Regions from separate parts of the Gasterosteus aculeatus genome. Here region 2 is linked to region 1. A link is a contact called in public Hi-C data. All regions are on one chromosome and are shown on one strand. The core of a region is the stretch at or near the end of the contact, and the rest is flanking DNA. Distances in the headings are between cores, read along the strand shown.

Region 1 (4,224 bases), core at 10-2,509:
CATACAATCTCTCACTCACACACGCAAACACACACACACACACACACTCACGCGTACAATCTCCCACTCATACACACACTCGCTTGCCACTGTGGCTTTTGCAAGTTGCGACAATGAGTCTCTTCCTTTATCTTGCCGTTTTAACCACGCTTGCGCGCAAGGAAGGAGAACTCATTTTCACATGCACGCAACCACACAGGTAGTCTAAGCAGCGTGTGTACGTGTGCACTCTCTGTGGAGATATCAGATAGCTTAACAGATAAATGGGCCGTAAAAGATGCACTTTTTTTCTTAACAAAACAATCACAGTAACATAGTATTTATCTCTGCCTTCTCATCTCCCGGCAAGAGCTGTCCCCGACAAATCATTTACGAGATAAAAAGAAGGATAACACCATTTGTGTGGCTGTCGTGTTGTTACGCAACAGAGAGAATAAAATGAGTTGCTCAAAATGTATTTAAAATCTCTACATCTGCATTTCCTCTTGGTTCCCGTCCTGGATTCAGTCTTTCTTCCTTGAGTCGTATCGGTTTCTAACGCACTCCACTTGGAATAGTCTCAGGGAATAGAAATAATGACAAAAAAGAACAAGCTTCGTAAGGCATCGAAACAGAAAACAAAGAAGCAATTAAAAACATTTGCGAATATTGACGTAGAGGCCATTGTTCAAGATGTGTCTCCCGCAGGAGGAAGGGATGGGAAATAAAAAGCACTTCTCTTTGTTTTTGTTATGAATTCGAGATAAGTGTTGATATCTCCTTTAGTCAGCTTAAAAAGGCTTTTAAAATGATTATTTTAGAAAAAAAACACTGCAGAAAGAGCCCCTCCCCTGATCAGGAGAAGGGAAGCAGTTTGATTTTGGCAGCTCTGCACAACTTGACATCCCTAGAGAGCTCTCAGCTACTCTCCTCGTAGTAAAAGTCTAGTTAAATCTCTTCACGTTTTAATCCGACTCGTGCCCTTCCCCCGCCCCTCCCCCTCTCTGTGATATTTATAAAACACAATCCTCCCCTCCGTTCGTTCGTCCTGTTTCTCCTCCTCCTCTTCCTCCTCCTCCTCCTCCTCCACCACCACCACGACCCCCGCCCCACAGCTGCCTCCTCCTCCACCGCCTGTGCCGGCTGCCCGTGGCCTCCTTAAAGCTATACGCGGGTGGTTGAGTGGGAGTGCGGCAGGCCGGTGGAGTTGAAGCCGGTGGTGAAGGTGTTGTAGGGGTGCAGGTTGGGCATGCCCACCAGGGAATTGGGGATCATCGTGATGGTATTGGGCGTCATGAGGGGGATGTCGTCCGGAGAGCGCCGCAGGGTGAGCGTGTAGTCGGGCAGCGAGGCCAAGCGCAGTGCCCCCTCGTTGCTGTTCCCCGCCTCGCACTCATGGTGCGTCTGGTTCATCTGCAGCGACATGATCTCCTCCTCGGGCGCGTGGTGGCCAATGTCGTTGGAGGTGGTCTGGCGTTGCGGGCTGGGCTGCCCGTGACCGGAGTCCTGCCGCCGCTTGTCCTTCCGGTAGTAGAGGGCTGCGAAAGCCAGCACGTTGAGGAACAGCAGCGAGGCTCCCACAGCAATCGTGACGCTGAGCTCTGTGGAGTAATCCCGCTGGTTCTCCACCAGTAGCGGCCCCGTCTCCTCGTCGTCACCCCAGGAGTCCTTGTCCTCGCTGTTGTAGGCCGGGGACATGGGAGGCCGCTTGGTGTTGAACGGCCAAGTTTTCTTGGTGGACAAGGTGTTCTGGGTTGTCTCCGGCGGGGGCACTTTGGTGGTGGTGGAGGTGTAGTGGAACATGTCGTGGAGGTTGTACAGGTGGGGCACTAGGTGTTTCCAGAAGGCCACTTTGGTGGCGCGGTAGTGGTCCCGCACGCGTGGCTTCAGGCCGATATGCAGGTAGAGCTGGTCTTGGGGGTTGTACTTGGACCAGGCCACCTCCTCAAAGCGGTTGGCCTTGGTGTGGATGAACTTGGTGTCCTGTGGTACTGGCTTGTTGGGATCCCTACGGAAAGACAGTTGACAGATGTGATAAAGTGTTAAATGAGATTCTGACGGTACGTTTCATTATTATACAGTATATGAAGCGCAAGAAAGAAAAAAAAAAAACCCGAACAGTAATCCGTCAAAGCTTACATTTTGTCTCAGCCATCAGTGGAAAATTCATCATGCTTGGACGGCAAAAGCACAGCAGCGACACGCTACGGGTACAGTGTTGATCGATCGTGGTTTGTGCGATACACTTTCTGCTTTCTGCATCAACAGACGCTGATTTCATTTTTTTCCACCGATCCACTTTTTTTTTGTCTTTGTGAGGGCATTATGTGTCTCAATGTCTGTCTCATCCTCCCCCATCCCTCTCACCCCAGATGTTGTTCTAAATTCAGTTCTGATGAAGCCCAGCCACAAAAAAAAACAGGGCAGAGGCTTTTAAAGTAAACACATATGAATAAGTCAGCAGGCTTTAGGGCTCGCGTCAGGAGGCATCTTGTTGTTGATAATCCAACGCTGGTGGAGCCCCTCTGCTAATTGCTTAGGGAAGGCACAGTGTGCATTGGCATCCCGTGTACTGATGTAAAGTGGACCATATTAATCAAGACACTAAGAGGGAACTGCAGAGGATTGCGTGTGCGCTGCCATAAAAGGATTTTTGTGTGTGTGCGGGACTCGAAGCGGCAAAAGGGATGCGTGAGAGCGGGTGAGTATGAGTGAGAGAGCGAGAGAAAGCACGGGAGGATTTTTACGGATGCAGTACTGCTTTTGATCCACAGGGTTCACTGTTCAACTTTTCAGTTCTTTTGACACGTTTTGGCTTCAACACCGGATGGCCAACCATTTCAATTACAGCGAAGCTATTGATTTATTGAATGAATTAACATATAGCAGTGGCCCTCAATCACACAACTCCATGTTGCCTTGCAATGTCAGGAGTGGGAGTTCTGCGGCTCATTGGTTTAGCTTTTTGTACTGATGAAATTACTTTCTGTGAAAGAACCGAAAGAATAGCGCTGCGGCCTTGAAAACACCAAAAATTGATTTTGAAACGGAGGAGTTAAAACTATATTGTTGGAAGGAGTCAAGGATCTGAGCTATATTTCTCTAAATGTCATGCAATATCCCTTCGTGGGTCTGATTGCAATGTCAATGGAAAGCAAAGTTCAAATTCAGTTCGGGGTCTAGGGATATGGCGCCTACAGTGTTTTTTTGGCACCGGCTAAAAAAAAATCCAAACACAGCCAAGAGAATTAAAAGCCATGCCAGAAGAATTCTTCCCGCATCCTCTCTCCTGTTCGTTCCTCTGCTATCATTTCATTTTTTCTTTTCAGGTCAATGCTTCAGGGGAAGGTGGGAGAGAGGGAGATAGAGGAGAGAGCGAGAGAGATGAAGAGAGAAAGAGAGAGGGAGAGAAAAAGGTAAAACAAATTGAGATGGCTTGAGCTGAATCCCTGGACCCGGGCCGGTGTCAGCGGAGCAGCCCGTAAATAACCCCTTTTATTAGTCCCATAATGATCCCCAATGAATATTGACAGCCAGGCTATGATGACTTTGTCGCTGAATATCAGTAATTAAGTTTCAAAGGAGTGGGTGGTGGAGGTAAGGTCATATCGATCTCCCCGTGTGCAACATGCCAGAGAACAGGACGTCAATGGAGCAGCCTGAGACGTGGTTGTCTGCATCCTGCGTGCTTCATGAGTTTTCACAGCAGTCTTGTGCATCCTGTCACACACACACACACAATTACACACACACACACATGCACACAAAGGCAAATGTTGTCCCCCTTTCTTCCGCTCCTTCTCACACACGTATACATTCACAGGCACGACAACAATGATGGGGGATCAGAGCAATTTCAGTTAATGGGAATTTTCAGGCATTTCCATAACACTGCAGAGGCTCTCCGTCCAGGAGGGTCTATTTGCCCAATTGTTACAGCAAAAACATTGAAAAGGTAAATGGATGAATCTCACAAAACAACAATCAGTGTGTGAAGAGCGCAAAGAAGCGGTGGTGTGGAGGAGTAAGAAACGCTCTTTGGTGTCTGGCTGGTTCACTGCAAGTAAAGATGAATAATTTAGGGAACACAAAGAAATCAATGTGGCATCTTTAGTTAATTTGATTTGCTGCATTAGAGAACAACTGGCTGCCTTATCTAATTACACACACATATGCTCGGGTAATTGTTGCAAAGTCAATAGTAAACAGGCCACATTCCTTTGAACAATTTCTACCACCGCAGCT
Region 2 (4,509 bases), core at 1,787-4,286, 120 kb after region 1:
GATGGTGCTGGAAACAAGGAATAGAGGCCAGCTCAAAGGCAACGTCCGGTAATCAGAAAAGTAAATATAACGTAATTTGACCCTCTCACGGAAAATCAAACTCACATCTGATGTCTGCAAACGAGTTGAAACAAGCCCACTTTATTTATTGACCACGCACGAAGCATGACCCGTTCTACATGTGTAGATTCCAGTGTTCTGTGACCCCTGAAAGCTGCGGGAAGTCGCGAACCGTGCAGGATCTGAAGCCTTGTTTAAACAGGGAAAAGGTCAGCATCTGCACATTCACAATGTTTATGGTATTTACCTCCATTTGCAAACATGTAAAGCACATGTGCACAAGCAGTCAACCTTGATTGCATCTACTGTAACGTGCTATAAACACACGCAGCCTTGTGTTTGCATACCTAAAATGTAATTTGCATGAGATTGACACGCTGATGAGGAGCTCTGCAACGTGCAATGTTCTGGTTGACATGGTCCCATATGAGAAACGTGATCCAGTCCGTCCGGATGTGAACAAGACGAGAGAAAAAAAAAAGTGACCCAACAAGTTGGTTTAGTGTCAAATTATCAGTTCCATTTTTCACCTTCAACACGGTGATAGTAGGAACCCCGCAGGGTCTCTGTATAAGCAGCAGAAGCACAGCTCCTCCTCTCACTGCTTCTACTGAACAACAGAAGCCCGATTCTCCCACCTGCAAAGGCTCCATCTGCTCAACAACACAACACAACAACAAGAAGCTTCACAACCAAATACGCCGTCAACCCAACCTTAACTGTAATACTTTGTGACAGTTCGTGTTTGACACGGGCGTATCCGCTTGATGCTTTGCGGGTTTCTTTTCCGCCGATTCAATTGTCTGCAGAATGAACGCATTCGACGGTGCTGAGATATTTTTTCTGTCTTTCCGAATCACATTCTTTTTGTGTGTGTTTTTTTTTGTACACTACTTTTCAAAGTGGAGGTCTGCACTGTATCGCCGCACACAGAGAGATGGAGAGGAGAGAGGGTGAGTGTGGGTTTTGGTTTGGTTTTAGTTATTTATGTCTTACTCCCCAACAGACCAAAAACAATAGATATTCCCCACCATCCAACAATAATACAATACTGTTGTAGAAGAAAGCAACACGGAGCCCAACCACTTCAAAAGATGAGATTCATGGGACCTCCATGAAGTGAATATTCCATGTAGAAAGGTGATGGAGGAATGAGGGCCCTTTAATTCCCATAACCATGTGATCAAATGTCAAATTCTCACTCTAGATTACCCAGAGGAGGCCCAGTGGGATCCTGCAAAGACGAACCTGAAATCCTGAGGGATTCGGTATTGGCGGGCAACAATGGTGAGAGCGTGAGGGGCACACATTTCTCTTCATTAAGTGATAAATAATGCAGGGGGAATCATATGAATAATTTTCTCCCTAATGGATATTGCATGCTGAGAAAGGATTTCCAGTTCCAGTTTTTAAAAATTTAGCATGTGAAATGATGCGTCGCTATGTGACAAAGTGATTTTTCGGGGCAAGAAGAGAGCAGCGCAAATGCATCAGAAAGCTGTAGGAAAAAAAAGCGAGACCCAAAAAAGAAGAAATGCTGGGACTTTTCCCATCAAATTATTTATCCAGCCTGGCATCACTCTCGGATGTGCTGCTAAACATCAATGTGTGTTATCTAATTGTTAAAAAGTTGGGATGCTAAAAATGATTTCTATACTGCTCCACTTTTCCTCCACACTGGGGAATCGAGAGCTGTGCACCAATGAAACTCATTCAAACACCTTTATTTAGCCCACAAATCATTTCACTTATTGTAAATATTTTGCGACTTCATTTTTTTTGGGATTGGTTTGTTCTGCATCTTTGTGTTCAAGCAGCCAACGCCCGGTGACCGTTTAAATGGAATACTATTCTGAATCCTGCCAAACCATCCTGAGAATGATCTGGGAGGTGCAACCAGGGCCAGAATAAAATCCAGTTGAGACTTTGATTATAAAGCAAAACGGAAATAGCTGAACATATGGTCTACAAGGGAAAAAAGTGATATTTTTTTTAGTCTGAATATAGATTTTCTCATGTCGTTATTGTCTTCATCACAACTCTGAGATGGTAAATCGCAGATTGGATATACATGGAAAACGTTGCCCGTCATCACCTGATGGGACAGGTAGCATGACAAACTAAAGAAATTCTATAACACGCTGAGGCTCCTTTCTTACGGTTGGACGGTCAGATGGATGAGTTTTAACGTCACAATGAGATGTATTTTCTTGCTGTCAAAACGTGTCACAAGACACATCGGTGAAGATGTGAAAGGAAGCAGGAGAAGCCTTTGACAGTTTACAAAGCCCGGGAATGAAGCACTTCTTTCAGATGATCCTACCTGCATTCAGCAGCATGACATGCAATATGCAGATGTTATCAAAGTAAAAATCTGGCATGAAACTTTAATGAACAGTGCAACAGAGGGAGCAGTACGAAAGAGAAGATGATTTGCTGAAGGCAGTGTGGAATTGTTTTAGTGAAGCGTAACGGACACGGAACCTGAGAGAGGGGGAACGACGTCTACGGGCATTTGCATTTGTGAATGTAAGAGCCACCTCGGTAATTATACATACTACTCAGTTAAGACATGGCTGCAATCCACAAAGCCAATGACCATGCCTTGGACCGAGCCACAGCTCGCCCGGGGACTTGGCAGCTCAGGTGGCAAGCATGGTTCATTTCACCACTGGGGAACTCGTCAGCTTTGGTTTACGCGGTCAGCAGCTAGACGTTACTTTCCCATCGCTACATGCTAGAGCTGATTTGTTGTCCTTGGGATATAGTCTCTTAATTTTGCTTGAATTGCAGAACACATCCTTTAGTGAGCTCCATTACCTTCTTTTTTTTTTAAACAGGCACATTCACACACCAAATTGGGAGAACTGTCCAAGAGCATCAGCAAAGTTTGACCCCCGCCTACATGCAACCTATTTTGAAATCAGATTGCCCCCAGATTTACCTCCACACACCAGACAGCATTAGTCCGCAACAGAACTGGAGTTGCTAGGCAACTGAAGACACTTGCTGCAGACTGAAATGATTCTTTGATTCAAGGAAAGATCTTATATAATGCCTTACAGGGGCGGGATTTTATTTAATTGTATAAAAATTGTCTTAGTGACTAGAATGAATGGAAAATTATGTTCATTGGTGCAATGGAAAATATAACTAATTAAGGAACAGCCTTCTCGTAAGTTTACGTAAAGTAGTTTTGCTGTTATGCACATGAATTAGATAATTGCACACACCTAGACTTCATGCATAATGATTTACTGAATGGTATTTCAAACATGAGTTAAAGCAAGGCGGGGATTCCATGTGTGCTTTTGTCTAAGGTCGACGAAACATCAAAGCCGTACGAGGAGATACCAAAGTGCTGCAATTAAAACAGGCTTTCTCTAATCATCCCAAAACTCTCTAAAAAAAATAAAATTCCCATTCAGTTAAAAATCATCTGATGCACTACCCGTCAATCTCTCACATAGTTTAGCTCGTATAATAAAAAATACTGCAATGCTGCACCACACCAGCTATCACATGCCACTATTTCTGTAGTATGTTAATTACGGTTCGTCTGGTTAACATAATGTGTGGAGTGTGTATCAGCAGTAATTACCATTTTCTATACGCTTCTCCGTGCCGCAGAGACCCCTGGGAAATTACCAGGGTTAAAGGTCGAATGGTGGGAGCGCCGTGCTGTGGGTGACCTAGAGAAGCTTCCTGGAAATTAAGGCAAACGGGCTGCAGGGAAATACAGAACTTGCATGTGCTCGGATTATCTAAATCATGGGTGAGAAAACTCATAAATATGGATATTCATTATCCAGTGGTGCATCCTTCTTAGTGGATCCCTCATGAAGATTAATGAGTATTATTTTGTCATTCGCCGTAAGCCTCAGTTTCACTCGTGAGTAGACAGCACCCCCTACTGACCATAAGCAGCACTCGACAGCAGCAGCCTGCTCATTGGACGGATGTCACGTTTCACTTAAATGGCATCGATCACTTTAATAGTCGTAACCCCAGATTTAGCTGCCATTCCTCTATATTTCATCACCTCAACGTAATAAAGTCTGTTCTGATGAGAGGCTGAAAGTGGCTACAGGTAAAGTTTGTCTTGCAGCTGCTATTGAAAACAATATTGGCTAGCCAAGTGAATATTCTTAATTGTTTGAATTTAAACTTCAGCGGCCTTCAGCACTGAACGTCGCAGAGCTGTGAGTGCGGGAATGTGAATGGGACAGCTCTTGGAAATAACTAATCATGTTAACCTGGCCCCAAAACATGTTATCTACAATTATGGGCTTTTATTTTTGGTTCTTTTACTTCCTGATTTCACCGTCTTTCAAGCTCTTGCCTCCCGAGACGAGAGGTAATTGTAAAATAATCAGCTTACCTGTAATTGTCAACAGCTTTTATAAGCATAACTCAATTGCTGGATGAATAAACCAAATGTGTAATAAA

What was found. Hi-C and Micro-C count contacts between places; a contact is called where the count stands out from the background.
Region 2: a contact with region 1 is called in a Hi-C map of tail fin, with 2.8 times the contacts expected there. The contact joins two enhancer-like sites. A contact is called at or near these places in 2 of 6 Hi-C or Micro-C datasets (skeletal muscle and tail fin).

The regions. Positions count from the first base shown.
Region 1 is chr4:12,734,577-12,738,800 of fGasAcu3.hap1.1, forward strand. It overlaps nlgn3a (neuroligin 3a), which reads right to left. Exons shown (of 6, transcript NM_001267668.1): 6 at 1,144-1,987. The coding sequence ends at 1,144. Among protein-coding and RNA genes, the nearest start is that of pcdh20l, 17 kb to the left of the region's middle. Within about 2 kb of position 1,260, at least 3 of the 9 cell types and tissues checked have open chromatin away from gene starts, as enhancers often do.
Region 2 is chr4:12,855,540-12,860,048 of fGasAcu3.hap1.1, forward strand. No RefSeq gene overlaps it. Among protein-coding and RNA genes, the nearest start is that of nlgn3a, 37 kb to the left of the region's middle. Within about 2 kb of position 3,037, at least 1 of the 9 cell types and tissues checked has open chromatin away from gene starts, as enhancers often do.